2 separate regions of the Sus scrofa genome follow, and region 2 is linked to region 1. A link is a contact called in public HiChIP or PLAC-seq data. All regions are on one chromosome and are shown on one strand. The core of a region is the stretch at or near the end of the contact, and the rest is flanking DNA. Distances in the headings are between cores, read along the strand shown. Region 1 overlaps FNDC3B (fibronectin type III domain-containing protein 3B). Region 2 has its middle 65 kb from the start of TMEM212.

Region 1 (7,930 bases), core at 3,172-5,671:
CTTTTTGGGGGCCGCACCCATGGCATATGGAGGTTCCCAGGCTAGGGGTCAAATCAGATCTACAGCTTCCAGCCTACACCACAGGCATAGCCACGCAGAATCCGAGCCACGTCTGAGACCTACACCATGGCTCATGGCAACGCCAGATCCTTAACCCACTGAGCAAGGCCAGGAATCGAACCTGCGTCCTCATGGATACTAGTCAGATTTGTTTCCACTGAGCCACGACAGAAACTCCTGATAAAAGTTTTTAAGTCAAAACATTCCCTTTTGAACTCTCCTACACTTTTGGTGGAAATGTAAATTGGTGTAACTACTATGTAAAACAGTATGGAAGTACTTAAAAAAACTAAATATAGAACTACCACATGTTCCAGCAACCCCACTCCTGGGCATATACACAGAGAAAACCATAATTCAAAAGGATACATGCACCTCAATGTTCATTGTAGCACTATTTACAATAGCCAAGACGTGGAAGCAATCTAAATGTCCATCGACAGAGGAATGGATAAAGAGGATGTAGTACATTTATACAAGGGAATATTACCCAGCTATAAAAAAGAATGCAATAATGCCATTTGCAGCAACACAGATGAACCTAGAGATTATCACATTAATTGCAGTAAGTCATAAGGAGAAAGACAAGTATCACATGAAATCACCAATATGTAGAATCATAAAAATTGATACAAAAAACTTATTCACAAAATCAAAATAGACTCAAAGATTTCAAAACCAAACTTACAGATACCAAAGTGTAAACACTAGAGGGAACGATAAATTAGGAGGCTGGGATTAACATCTATACACTACCATATATAAAATAGATAAGTAACAAGGATCTACTGCATAGCACAAGGAAATCTATTCAACACTCTGCAATAACCCATATGGGAAAAGAATGGATATATGTATAACTGATTTATTTTGCCGCTCATCAGAAACTAACACAACATTGTAAGTCAACTACATTCCAACAAAAATTTAAAAAACAAACATTCTCTTTCAAATTGCAGTAATAAGATTGCTTTGAAAGAACTAACTCAATCTTTAAACAGTTGAAAATAGAGTAAATGTGTAATACAGAAGAAAAGGATGGCTCAAGCTTTCCAAAATAAGAATGAAAATAGAAATGCTCAGGTTTATAGCACAATGAATTCTTCAGACAGGATTGCACAGGACTAGACATCTTCCATATCCACCTGGATTGCTTGTATTTACACTCAATTTCTAATCCATCGGGCCAATCAGTGGGTATAATGGAAAGAAGACAATGAACCAGAAAGAGTCCAGGACATTTTTAAGTCTACCTGGTATGAAGAAATGGGAAAACCTTTCCACAACCTTTAATAAATGAAAAGGTTATGTGCCATGTGAAAGAAGTTATGAACTTTATTAGAACCTACTAGAGAAGAACCAAACAGTGGGTGATGGAGATGAGATGGTCCTCAGCACTAAATCAAAATTTATGACAAGAGTCATTCATAAAAGCACACAACTTCAAAGTAGCAAATCGTAATGGCTTTTGTCTACTCTCCTGAAAAAAAAATTTATAGATAATTTTTCAATACTTGGACATTGGCTTCTGGATAGTCACAACATTCCTTCTTAATGTTTGAATTTTTAGCCTTTTTTCCCCCCTTGCTTCTGAATCTTTAAAAATTCATTTCAGAGGATTATCAGTTGTGATAAAAGAGATTTCTGCTAATTACCACTTCTCAGTGAAATAGTTTTAAAATAGTATTTCTTACAGAAAAGTAAAACTCAACAAGAAAAGTCCTCATGACCCTTATCTGAAAGATTGGTATTGTAACTCGAGAATAACTGGAACTTTGGTCCTCCCAACATTGAAACCCAATCTCCTCCACATCTGCCTTCTGCCTAGTCACACTCCCCTGTGAGGTATGCAATTAGCCTTTCCAGTTTGCAGGCTGACAAGCTCTTTTGTCAATAAGATGTGAAACTCTATGGAAGTCTTTTTTTTTTTTTTTTTTTTCTTGCCTTTTCTTCATGTTGTCTTGGGCTTTAAGCAGAACAAATGACTAGAACAATATCTCACGTTTAAAAAATTTGGTCAGAAAACATACTCTTTCTATTACTCTTACCTAGCATTGTCTTCATAGCCATCACCGCCTCTGGTGATGCTATATGTTTATTTATCCTTGTTGTCTGTTTCCTCCCAACTCTGGTTGTTCCATTCTTCAGTCCTCTCAATCTGCACAACTAGGCATGGTCAGTGCTCATTAACACAAGGTGAATACAAGAACAGTGTGAGAGGCAGAAGAGCAGAGATTAAAAGTCAGGGCTTTGAGGTCAGTAAAGAGCTGAGGTCAGATCTCCACTCCACTCCTCTACTTGACTTTGGAAAAAGTACTTAAATTTTCTGTCCTTCTATTTCTTCATTTCTATTTTAAATAATAGCACCTATCTCTTAAAGTAATTACAATGATCAGAAGAAGGTTATACATCTAGCCATGTGTCTAGCATACAGTAAGGTAAATAAAAGTGTAATAATTTTATAATGTACTTGAATTCAGTAATTCTTTTTTTTTTTTCCCTTGCTTTTTAGGGCTGCACCTGCGGCATGTGGAGGTTCCCAGTCTAGGGGTCTAATCGGAGCTGTTGCTGCTGGCCACAGCCACAGCCACAGCCACAGCCACACAGGATCCGAGCCACGTCTGTGACCCACACCACAGCTCAGAGCAATACCAGATCTTTAACCCACTGAGCAAGGGATCGAACCTGAAACCTCATGGTTCCTAGTCAGATTCGTTTCTGTTGCGCCACAATGGGAACTCCAAATTCAGTAATTCTTAAAAGGGTTAATAGACCAGGCACATAAACTGCTACCTAAGACTAGCAAAACCTGGATAAGTAGAAGCATAATATGCCACTAAAGACTGGAAGAAATGTTTTTTTGGTGTTTTTGTCTTTTTAGGGCCACACCTGTGGCATATGGAGGTTCCCAGTCTAGGGGTCCAATCAGAGCTACAGCTGCCGGACTAAACCACAGCCACAACAACTCGGGATCCGAGCCACGTCTGTGACCTACACCACAGCTCATAGCAATGCCGGATCTTTCACTAAGCGAGGCCAGGGATCAAACCCGCAACCTCATGGTTCCTAGTCAGATTCGTTTCCGCTGAGCCACAATGGGAACTCCTAGATTGCATTTTCTTATAAAGCAAACATTAAGACCAATTAATAACTTTACTATATTTGAACAACAGCCAAAAGTCAGTAAAAATGACACATTCTGACAAAGTTCTTTAAGAACCATACTGGACATATAATTAATTAAAGCAAATGCATTAATAACAGAGCAAAAATGAAATAAAAATCAGAGTTGTTTAATGTATTTGTAAAGTAGAGGAGAAATTCAAGGTTTTAATACGTGACTAATGTAAACCTCTGATAATGAAATCGAGAGCAAGAAAGCAATTTTTGTTTCCTATTTTATCAGAAATTATAAATTTAAAGTTTGTAACAAATCAAACTTAAGAGCTATCAGACAGAAATTCTGACCCCCTAATCAGAAAGTCTCACTTCTTAAAAAGCACAAAGAAGTACAAGGATGACCTGGATCTGTCCACACAAATTCCAAAGAGCAACTGCCCAGGGGCTTCTTATTTCTTATATTTAGAACCTTTATGTCACAGAAAGTGAAAGCAATCTGGGATAGTCATCTTTTTAGCTTGCTGTATCTTGCTTTGACTTGCCAAATAGACAACACAATCAGCTTTCTGTAATTTCTCTGCCGCTAGTGTGGCAAAAGGGGTGGGGCTTTGGAGCAGAAAGCTTTGTGTAAGACTCAGTTCTTTTTTAACCCTTTTTTAAACAAGTAAAATTCTTCATCTCTATGTCTCATTCATGTACTCAAAGTTCATTACATCCTGTCACTAAATTAAACAGATTCTACTATAAGAACCCTTAAAATTCACTCCAAATTACCAATGCGTTTTTACTTCCACTGGCATTAAAAACATGCATACTATGCTCAAAGTAGAGAAATTTCTTCAAGATTCCATATTAGAGTCCTCTGTCCTTAACAGGTTCTTAGCATTTGCATTTGGGTGTAGCACTGCTGATAATGCCAAATGCAAATCACACCCTGACCACTTATTCTGAAAGCACCACTGGCAAAAATGTACCCAGTACTGCCTCCAGGGCTCTGCCAGGGCTGAGGCTCAGGATAGGGGATGAGGCAAAAAGCATGGTGCTCATCATAGGTTCCCACACAACAAGAAGAGCCCAGAAAGCTCTAAGCCTCAGGAAGTTCTCTTGGTGTCTGGCATATCACATCCACTGCGCTGCCCAGACCTCCGGCCAGGCAGCTCTGACTCAATCTTTGTCCCCAGATCTGCTGCGGCTGGTGTGAGAAGACCACGGACAACCACCAGGCTGACTCATGCTTCTTCCTGACTCTGTCCTTCCTGTGACTACACCAGCTCCTTGAATTGTTCTCCTCCACTGAGCCCAACCTTCACTTGTCACTTCCGGTCCTGTTGGCAAAGGATTTCTCCCAGTGTACCATACCGATTCTGGGGGAACGAAGGGAAGTCACAGCCACAACTGCAAAAACAACTCAGTGCTGAGGCCACTGCTGTTGAGAAGGGCACACACACTTAATACTACTTCTGGTTAGAATTCTAAGACCCTCTGAAACTCAACAGGCCACCCTGCATCATCTTCAGGCCAAAGTAAGGAAAAAGCAGTAACAGTTGACTTTCATTTATTAAGCAGTCTGGGGAAACACCATGAGGCTACCTGTGGAAATGCACTCAGTGGGTGAGAACAGCAGTCTGTGCCCCCCTCCCTTAGCCAAGGAGGAAGAGGGGAGCCTGGTGGCGCACTTTAAAGATGACATGCCAACACTTTCCTTGACCATGGAGAGCAAGCTCTAAAGGCATGTTTTAAAAATACTAAATGAACATATCTACTTAGCATGCCTACATCACTTCAAATTTTATTTCTAGGGGTCATTCTGTTAGAGATTCAAAATCAATTAGAGGTTATTAAGAACACCAGCCTCTCTCAAGTCTGAGAGGAAAGGTCATCTTTAAACATAATGGCTTCCCTCATTATATTTTTCCTCTGACCTAAACCAGATAGCCTCCAAATGATACCAGTTTTTCCTGCTTCTGAAGAGACTGAAACAGCATCTAAAAGACTCCCCTTCCCCCATAGTCTACAATACTATGAATCTTTAAGGGGTACCAGTTTCATAACTAGTTGTGGAAATTCAGGCTTATTTCATCATCACTCTAAAGACTCCCATTTACACAGGCATCTCCTCTCCCAAAGCTGCTGCCCACTCTGCCTGTGTTCCCTTTTCTCTTAATGGCACATCGAGATTCCCACACCCCGCTATAAACCCAGCCATAAACCATGTCCCTCGTAACTCATCAGTCACTGAGATCTGTTCTGCCTCTATTCCCACAGCAACTAACACAAGGTTTTGTATACAATAAGCATGCAAATATTTGTTACATGAAGAGACAAACCAGATGACCACAACTTATTCTGAGAAGTTTTATTCATACACACACGTACACGTACAGCACGGACCCTGTCTTCAGAGAACCATGGGATATATCGAAAGACTGTAATACCTACTTAGAACTAAATCACTCAGGCTACCAATTTGTAGTGAGCCCAAAGATCACTTTGGAGGCTTCTTAAAATACAGAGTCTAGAGCCTTACTTCCAGAGATTCCTCCTCAATAGATCTGCAAGAGGGCCAGGAGTCTGCTCTACCAAACCCCCAGGAGAGTCATGGTCCACTTTGCAGAAACACCATCCAGCTGAATGGATGGCAGAGGCATGGCCAGAACCAGGGGCAACATGCCTGTCCACACGCACTTCTATGTGCTTCAGAGGATGACATGCTTTGCCTACGGCCCCACTAAGTACAAGCAATAATGCAATCAAAACGTGTAAATGTGAAGAGAGGAGGAAGAAGAAAAATGTCTCCGTGAGTCACTAGGTCAGAATGGGGGTTAGCTGGGGCCACCACAAACTTCAGTTGATGACTGTGGAACGTAAAAGCATCCACTAACTCTTCTCATCAGACTGGTGAGGAAAGTTAGGCCAAGGAGATGAAATCACCTGGGTAAACCTTTACAGCTGAGGAATGTGTGTATGTATGTGGTTAGCAGGGAGGAGGCAGCATAAAAACCCAGGAGTTTCAGTTCATGCTATCCCCCTGTATCTATGGGATGAATGTTGTTTGAATAGAGCTGTTTTAATTGCCTCAAAGTACTTTCTGCAAGCTTACATCCTACATTAACCCTGATCACAACTGCTATTTTTTATGAGATTCCACAGTCCACTGGCCTCTATTGAATAGCAAATGTACAGTAAACTTTTTTAAAACTAGACATTCCAAAGACAAATCAATTTTCTAGTCAAATTCGAATATTTATGGTATTCATATTTAATCACAAGGCAGAAGTATGAACATCAGAAATACTAAAGCTTACCCACTGTGTGAGGGAGCTGAAATTGAACAGGGCAGTATGGAAATAAGAGACTCCGAGGCTCTCAGAAGGCAACACAGGCTTTTTACCCCCAAACTACCTTAAGCTTCTTCCAACTGCCTTTTCTGTGACCTTCTATTATAACTCACATTTTTATCCCTTTTAACCATCATTTTCTTGGTTATCTTTGGTTCCAAGACATAATAAAATGACAAGAATATGGGATTTCAAGGCCATCCCGGCTCACCCATCTTCACACATCAAATTTTCAGTGCTTTCTCTCCTCCCTTTTTCCCCTGTTGTTCCCAAAACCTTGATGCCTTGTGAGATTTTAGACAGGCCCCTTAACTTTTTTTAATCTGCATCTTACCCTCTGTCAAGAAAATGCATTGACTCCCGAAGTCTTAGGAAAAGTTCACAGGCAGTTTTAAGTAGAACTTGTAATCTTCTCTTCTACCTTGCCTTAGAAGGTCAACATACGAGCTTTCAGGTGACAAAGCTGCTAGCTTCCTACAAATGTCTCTCCTAGGGCTGGAATTCACACATTGGTGTACCATCCGTACCGGGTTTTCTGCTGTTTCGGTCTGTATGATGTCCTCCTGGCCCACTGCTGCAGTGATAGTGGCTTCCACCTGCCTCCCCTTGCTTCTGTCTGCACCTGGCAATCCAGCATGGACAGAGGCTGAGAAGTTCAGCTTTAGGCTCATATTGGAGTTCAAGTTCAGCTCCTGGGCGAAGAGTGTGGTTCTGAGCAAGTTACTAAGCCTCTCCTAACCCTCAGTTTGACCCCGGGAAAAAAATGGGGGTGATAAAAATTGTACCTTCTTCAGGGCTATAGGGAGAATTACATCAATTAAGGGTAGCAGAAACTCATGTTTTCAAGACATGAATCTTTCACCCTTATTTCCAAGACAGTAAAGATGTCTGGGAAACTCTTCACTTAGTAACTTTTTTGTGAGCTCTCACTGAGCTACCACATTCATACTCCCCTCTAGCCAAAAGCAAAGTCTCACAACTAGCAACTTCAAATTTCAAAAGGTTGCAACTTGTAATGTAAGAAGCTCTAGCATAAAGTGCAGAAGAAATGCCCAGGGAGTCTGTTAAAATGTATAATCTCTGATCCCTGCCCTCAGAGAATCTGATTCAGTAGACAAAGGATGAGGTCCAGGAATCGGAATATTAATTATTAACAGGCATTGCAGGTCATTCAGAAAAGTACTATCAGCCTCACTTTAATAAACACCAAGCTGGGAGATGGGATTAAGATGGCAGAATAGAAGGACTGGAGCTCAACTTCTATCCTAGAAAGAACAAAATTTACAACTACATGCTGAGCAATCTTCAACCAAATGGACCAGAAACCTTCAAAAAGATATCCTATTCCAGAAGACAGAGAGGAGGCCACATCAAGAGGTGGAGGGGTGATTTCACAATATAAACAACCCCAT
Region 2 (7,930 bases), core at 3,704-6,203, 250 kb after region 1:
TTCAGGTCGTTTTTTCAAAACTACCATTATCCACTTGACGACTCTTTACTGTTTATGTATTACATCTCTTATCTCTCCAAGTGTACATCTCTCTTACCTGTTTTCCCTGTTTTATGGAAATTCATCAAGCTTATCAATTTTATTACTGATTCAGTTTTCTACATTGTCAGTTCTGTTCAACTGACACTACTTCTAACGAAGTACAAAAATCTCACGATGTTGTAATTAATTTCAAAATGCTTTCTCTCAACTAACTCCCTCCTCAATTCTGTTCAATTTATCTTTTATCCCTCATTTCCAGGTGTACACATATATATATATATATATATATATTTTTTTTTTAATTAATAGCATAACACAGATGCATCTAAAAATTTCTGTTCCAAAACTATATGTATTACTTTGGTCTGATTTTTCTCTACTTTTTCATGTTTTCTTTCCTTCAGATGATAAATTCTTGTGAGATTAAGGCAGAATCTGCTAGTTATTCCCCAATAACCTAGTTTCCTTTTGTCCTTAGAAATAGAACTCTGATTTTTAGCTGGGCGTCTGGCATCTGAAATAAAGAGTACATGCCCCAGACTCCCTTGCAGCTGGGTGTGCTCATAAAACTAAGTTCCACCCAGTGGGATGGAAGTGGAAGTGCTCTATGTAACTTTCAGACGTGTTCTTTGTCTTCTTTTCTTGCTGTTGGAATGCACATTTAACGGTTATAGCTCAAAGATCTCTCTTGGACAGTAAGGTAAAAACCACAAGCCAAGAATGGCAGAACAGTAAGATGGAAGGAACCTGTTGTGCAGCCCAAACCACGCCTAGACTGTATGCCTCTGGACTTCTTTTAGGTTATAGTGAAATTAATTCTATCTTAAGATACTATTATTTTGGGTTTTCTGTCACAGCCAAATCTAGTCCTACATGGCTGGGCAATTTTCTTTTCACTTATATTTAAAAAACAGTGAGTTTTTTTTTTTTTTTTTTGGTTATTTCCTCCAGAAGCCAAATGATGGGAATTTTAAAAGTCTTTTCACACTTATACTTTTAGGGACCTCTAGATTCTGAAAAGAAGGCATGTGGCTGGTTCCTTAATCTAACAATCCTCAGGGATCAGGGCCATGTGCAATCTTGGAAAGGAAACTTTTTCTCCACCATTCCCTTCCTTTTAAAACAGAATATATATCTCAGAATATACATTCATATATAATAGAATACAACATATATCACAAATTTCATAAATAATTTTATATATTTACACACATACATATATGCATATATGTATATATATGTAATATATGTGTGTGTATATTTGTACATACCTAGAAACATAACACTGTGCATACCTAGAAATAGAATATTTCCTACCACCCAGCAGGCTTCTTCCTGTCCCCTCCCAGTCACAATCCCTTGCTCTTCTGACCTCTGTCTCTGTGGATTACATCTGATGGCTGTGGACTTCACCCAAGTGCAACTGTATAGTAGGTTCTTGTAGTAGCCATGAAGGTACGTCACTCAGATGTCCCTTCAAAAAAAAACTTGCCACAAGGAGTGCAGTTCATCAACAGTCTCCAGATGTAAGTGCTTCAGGCTCTGCTTCATCTTTTGAGAAAAGATCATGCACTTTCTAGGCTGTGCCGGTTGATGACTGAGCATGGTGGTACAAGAGTTTGCCATTTCTGGCTATAAACCTCTTTATGGGTAATCTTCGTGTTGAAGCTCCTCATGGAGCTGGCCAAGATTTTCCTAGAACTGTTTCTACCCAACTTTCCATCCTTCCGTCACTATATGTCAGACCTGGAGGCTTTTTGTGCCTGTTCCTATTCCAAGCAAATTTTCTGTGCTTCTAACACAGTCTCAGTAGCGCTTCTTGATGGACCCAACCATCATCCTACTCTTTTACTTTGTTTTCTTTTGTTCCATTATGTTCAGACTAATCCATGTTTTTGCATATAGTTTTTTATTTTTCATATGGATGTGAATATTCTAAAATATATATACTTTTGGCTTCATAAGTAAAGCTTCTATGACCACACTTGCACAAGTATTTTCATAGATACAAGTACTTATTTCTGTAGGGTATATACCTAAAAGTGGAATTCTGGGCCATAGGGTATAGACATGTTTTTAGTAGACACTCTCAAACATTTTCTTAAAATGAATTAAAAAAAAATCAGTTTACACTCCTTCCAACAATTTATGAGAGTTCCAGTTACTCCACATCTTTGCCAAACTTCATATTGTTAGCTAATTGCCTTTTCCTCTAATTGGTAATGTTCACATTTATTGCTCATTTATCCATTAAGTTTTCCAAAGTGACTATTAAAGTATTTTACCCATTTTAAATTTTTTTGTCAGTTTTATTCTTTTGTTTGATTTTATTCTTTGTATAAGCTGGATATGAGTCCTTTGTATTTTATATCTATTGCAAAGGTCTTCTACCAGTCTGTAGTTTGCCTTATCACTCTCATTATCTTTTTTTTTTTTTTTTTTTTGTCTTTCTAGGGCCACACCCATGGCATATGGAGGTTCCCAAGTTAGAGGTCAAATAGGAGCTACAGCTTCCAGCCTACCCACAGCCACAGCAACTGCAGGATCTGAGCCATGTCTGCAACCTACACCACAGCTCACAGCAATGCCGGATCCTTAACCCACTGAGGGAGGCCAGGGATCGAACCTGCAACCTCATGGTTCCTAGTCAGATTGTTCCCCCTGAGCCATGACAGGAACTCCTCATTGTCTTCTAATAAACAAATTATCCATTTGAGTAAAGCTCAAATTTTCAATCTTTTATTTCTGGCTAGTGTTTTTGGTACCCTATTTAAGAAAATTTGCTCAAGCAAAAATCATGAAGACTTCATGTTTTTCTCTAGAAGCTTCATCAATTTACTTTTCACAATTATATCAATTATCCATCTCAAATTAATTTATGTATTGCGTAAGGGTGAGGTCAAAATGTGAAAAAAGATAGCTATCTAAACTTCAACTTAGAAAGATTTTTCTTTGTATTTTGTAAGAGGGCTGTGCTGACAGATTTTGTGGTTAATGCCTACCTAGGGCTTCTGTAGACACCCCCACGCTTATGGCTGGTGTGTGTTACAGATGCCCAGGCCAATGTCTCTAGCTAGGTGCCCAGTGTATCAGAAAAGAACACTCCTGCTAGTGGCAGCCTGCTGCTTGAGAGAGACACTTAGGCCTTGCCTTCCTGCCTAGCTCCACGGAGGCAGTGAAATTCTCCAAAGCTTGGGGAAAACATCCAATAACACAGTATTGCTGCTGTGCATGGGCTTTCTGCTTGAACTGTTTGCCATTGTTTGCTACCTTTCCTATCCTCAAATTCACTCAATTTTCAAGAGCTAAAAGATTCACTGATAGGTCCTACAGTCGGCCTCCAGCCGTCGTCCCTTCCAGTCAAGCTGTTCCTCAGTGATTGGTAAATTGGCCCTGGATGTCCTTTAATCTGGTCCCAACTGCACAGGATTTAGAAGAAATTCTTTGAAGTTTCTGGCATTTGTATGGTTTCCTTCCCTAGCTTCCAGTACTTATTTAGGGTTTTACATATTTTAAAATTTTCTAGGTCATTTTGGATGAGACTGGGAGGCAGGTGGTTCAAATATGTGCCCTCAGTCTCTTATACTTCCCTTGAAATGTAATAAGATGTTTTTTACTTTTAGCCTTATTGGGATTTTGGAGAAAATTCTGTATTTCTAAGAAAAAATAATATTTATTATTAATAGTAAACTATTTATTAATACTGGCAATATGTATTTAATATTCATTTATTCACATATTTGTTTATATATTCACTCCAGTCTTTTTTCTAGGCACTTGTTGAAATGTAATTGGGATCTTGCTGTATAACAAATTTTATACATTATTTATAAAATTTCTTATACTATGAGCATTTTCAATAATTTTTCTTTTCTATATGTGTTATAATCCAATTTTTCTTCGTTATATAAAATAAAGATACATCTGCATTTGTTTGTAAAGACAAAGGAAAAACTGTGGAATGATATGCACTAGATCATAAACAGGAGTGTGGAACTTACGTAGGAAAGGGAGAATATAACTTTTACATCATAGGCTTCAATATTGTTTAAATTGGTACCACAAAATGCTTTCTAAAGTAAAAATGTTGTTTCTCTAGTTTATTAATTCCATGAATGTATCATGTTTAATTTACTTTATTTAGTATATTTATTTTATTTTTACAGCCATATCTATACTATATGGAAGTGCCCAGGCCAGGGATCAAATTAGAGCCACAGTTGAGGCCTATGACATAGTCATGGCAACACCCGATCTGAGCCACATCTGTGACCTATGCCACAGCTTGCAGCAATGCAAGCTAGGGACTGAACCTGCATCCTTACACACGCTATGTCAGGTTCTTAATCTGATGAGCCACAACAGGAACTCCTGAATGTATCATATTTTATTACCCATTTTATTACATTGCTCTTTAGGTTGCTTCTATTTTTCTTATAAGTGTCTTTTGTTCTTAAAGCTTCTCTCTCTCTCATACACACACACACACACACACACACACACACACACACTCGTTAGGATCTATTCCTGGAAATAGAGTTTCTTCATAAGGACATTTATAAGCCAAATACTTAATCATTTTCCAAAATATGGTTTCACTTTTTATTTTATAAGCAGAACATAAAATCACCCTGTTTCAATTATAATTAGATTTGGCAGTTTAAGAAATGAGCAATGGCAAAAAATAAAGTCACTGTAATAGCCACTTCAAATAAATTAAAAAATTAAAACCTGGCACTAGGTTTCAATAGGGTTAAATTATCTCTAAAAGTGTTTAGAATACATAAGGTTAACAGTATTTCATACATAAGACTCACAGAGCACTTGTATTTTGTTAAGTCCAGAGGTAACCATATGGGATGGTATAATACTTTATGAAATAATTAGACACCCAGCTTCTCTATATGTTTCACCATGGCTGGCATTCTCAGGGTTACAAAATGATGGCTGGAACTCTAGCCATTGCATCCTCATTCAAGGCAGCATGAAAGAGGAAGAGGGACAGTAAAAGAGGAATATATACTAGTTGAGTCTATTTTTCTAAAACACCCTATTTGGAAGCTTAACAATGCTCTGATATTTCAATGGCTCTATCTGCAAAATATATCCTTCTTTTAGAGTACATTGTTGCTTCAGATTAAATCAAGATACTGCATGGAATGCAAGGATTCTTCAATATATGCAAATCAAATAATGTGATATACCACATTAATGAACTAAAGAATAAAAACAATGTGATCATCTCAATAGATGAAGAAAAAGCTTTTGACAAAATTTGATACCCATTTCTGATAAAAACTCTCCAGAAAGTGGGTATGGAGGGAACATATCTCAACATAATAAAAGACATAAATGACAAGCCCACAGCTAACATCATTTTCAATGGTGAAAAGCTGAAAGCATTTCTGCTAAGAACAGGAAAAAGACAAAGTTGTCCACTCTCACCACATTTAATCAACACAGTTTTTGAAGTCCTGGCCATGGCAGGGAAGAAAAAGAAAAGAAAGGAATCCAAATTGGAAAAGAAAAACTGTCCTTGTTTGCAAATGACATGATACATAGAAAATCCTAAAGATACTACCAGAAAACTACAAGAGCTCATCAATGAATTTGGTAAAGTTGCAGGACACAAAATAAATACACAGAAATTTCTTGCATTCCTATACACCAACAATGAAAGATCAGAAAGAGAAATTAAGGAAACAATCACATTTATCATCACATTGAAGATAATAAAATATCTAGGAATGAACCTACCTAAAGAGGCAAAAGACCTGATCTTTGAAAATTATAAGATACTGATGAAAGAAATTGAGGATCACCTAAGCAGATGGAAAGAAATACCACACTCTTGGATTGGAAGAATCAATATTGTCAAAATGACTATGATACCCAAGGTAATCTAGAGATTCGGTGCAATCTCTATCAAATTACAAATGGCATTTTTCACAGAACTAGAACAAAAAATTTTTAAATTTGTATGCAAACACAAAAGACCCTGAATAGCCAAAGCAATCTTGAGAAAGAAAAATGGAGCTGGAGAAATCAGGCTTCCTAACTTCAGATTTTTTTGCAAAGCCACAGTATGGTACTAGCACAAAAACAGAAACACAGATCAGTGGAACAGGACAGAAATCACAGAAAGAAATCCACATACCTATGGTCAATTAATCTATGACAAAGAAGGCAAGAATATACAATGGAGAAAAGACAGCCTCTTCAATAAGTGGTGCTGGGAAAACTGGATAGCTACATACAAAAGAATGAAACTAGAACATTCTCAGAATTGCCATTGTGGTGCAGGGGAAACAAATCCAACTAGGAACCATGAGGTTGCGGGTTCAATCCCTGGCCTCGTTCAGTGGGTTAAGGATCCGGCATTGCTATGAGCTGTGGTGTAGGTCACACATGTGGCTTGGATCCTGTGTTGCTGTGGCTGTGGCCTAGGCTGGCAGCTGTAGCTCTGATTGGACCCCTAGCCTGGGAACCTCCATATGCCACAGGTGCGGCCCTAAAAAGCAATAAAAAATAAATAAAAAGATATGGTACAGATATGCAATGGAATATTAACCATAAAAAGAATGAAATAATGCCATTTTTTTTGGATGGACCTAGAGATTATCATACTAAGTGAAGTAAGTCAGAAAAGAAAAGACAAATATCATATGATATCATTAATATGTGGAATATAATAAAAAATGATACAAAAGAACATAGTCACAAAACAGAAACAGACTCAAAGATTTTGAAACAAAACTTATGGTTATCAAAGGGGAAACATTGGGGAGAGGAATGGATTGGGAAGTTGGGAGTGACATATATACACTACTACACACAAAATTGCTCAGTAACAAGGACCTACTGTATAGCTGGGGGAAATATATCCAATATTCTGTGATAGCCTATATGGGAAAATAATCTGAAAAAGAATGGATATATATGTATATGTACATGTATACGTATATGTATGCCTGATTCACTTTGCTGTACACCTGAAACTAACAGAACATTTTTAAGTCATCAATACTCCAATAAAATTTATAAAAAAAAAATCAGGATTCTTCTACTAGGTAAAAAGAAGAGATGGACATGGTATAGAAAACTGGCAGGTTCTACAGCACCACTATATCTACCATTCTACTTGCATCATAATTAAATGTTTTCTGGTTTAAATTTGAGCTTTTTTATTGTCATTAGTCAGGTTTTATATTTATATAGATACATATATGCTTCACATAGAGTTCTCCAGGATGCAGATCCTGAGATGGAAATTTGAGGACAAGAAAGTTCTTGGGGACAATGCCAAAGGGGAAAAGGAAGAAAGCAGGACTGGAAAGAGGGACTAAGAGGCAATCTCAATGAGTGTTTCAGATAAAGCACAGAGAATTCTGAAACTGGGATATCTCTTCAGAATTGTTCCCTACATCAAGCAGTTATTGGATGAAAAGTGACTAAGTAAAATGAGCATGCTCATGGGTAAGGCAGTTTTTTTCAGCCAAGGCAATTTCTAAAGCTGAGAGAATAAATTCCTTAGTCCTGAAGGGTAATCTGGGTGGGGCAACTTCATTTCCTCTTTTGTAATTTGTCTTTTCATTTCCTTTGTTCATTATCATAACTTAACATTATATTTAAAAATCACCCTATAAAACTTCAATATTCCTTTTATTTAAATATTCCCTGCCCATTAAAACACTCAAGAACTTCCTATCCAAATTTTACACATATTAACAAAATGCCATATTTGCTTTGAATTTCTCTTTTCCAAAAAAAGAAACAAATATTTACCTGTACAACTAAATTCCCACCTCCAATCCTTTCCCATTCTCTCTCCCCAGAAATAACTGTCGTGTTTGTATCTCTCTCATGCATATTTTTATATTTTTAGTGT

Evidence for each region. HiChIP or PLAC-seq counts read pairs in DNA pulled down with a chosen protein or histone mark.
Region 2: an H3K27ac HiChIP or PLAC-seq map of alveolar macrophages shows a contact between it and region 1. The contact joins two enhancer-like sites. A contact is called at or near these places in 1 of 47 Hi-C or Micro-C datasets (embryonic fibroblasts) and 1 of 2 datasets of contacts at active chromatin or transcription factors (alveolar macrophages).

The regions. Positions count from the first base shown.
Region 1 is chr13:110,725,807-110,733,736 of Sscrofa11.1, reverse strand. All of the region lies in intron 3 of FNDC3B (fibronectin type III domain-containing protein 3B), which reads right to left. Among named protein-coding and RNA genes, the nearest start is that of FNDC3B, 140 kb to the right of the region's middle. Within about 2 kb of position 4,421, at least 38 of the 83 cell types and tissues checked have an H3K27ac peak or open chromatin away from gene starts, as enhancers often do. A contact at or near this core is called in alveolar macrophages, where this site is marked.
Region 2 is chr13:110,475,489-110,483,418 of Sscrofa11.1, reverse strand. No RefSeq gene overlaps it. Among named protein-coding and RNA genes, the nearest start is that of TMEM212, 65 kb to the right of the region's middle. Within about 2 kb of position 4,953, at least 1 of the 83 cell types and tissues checked has an H3K27ac peak or open chromatin away from gene starts, as enhancers often do. A contact at or near this core is called in alveolar macrophages, where this site is marked.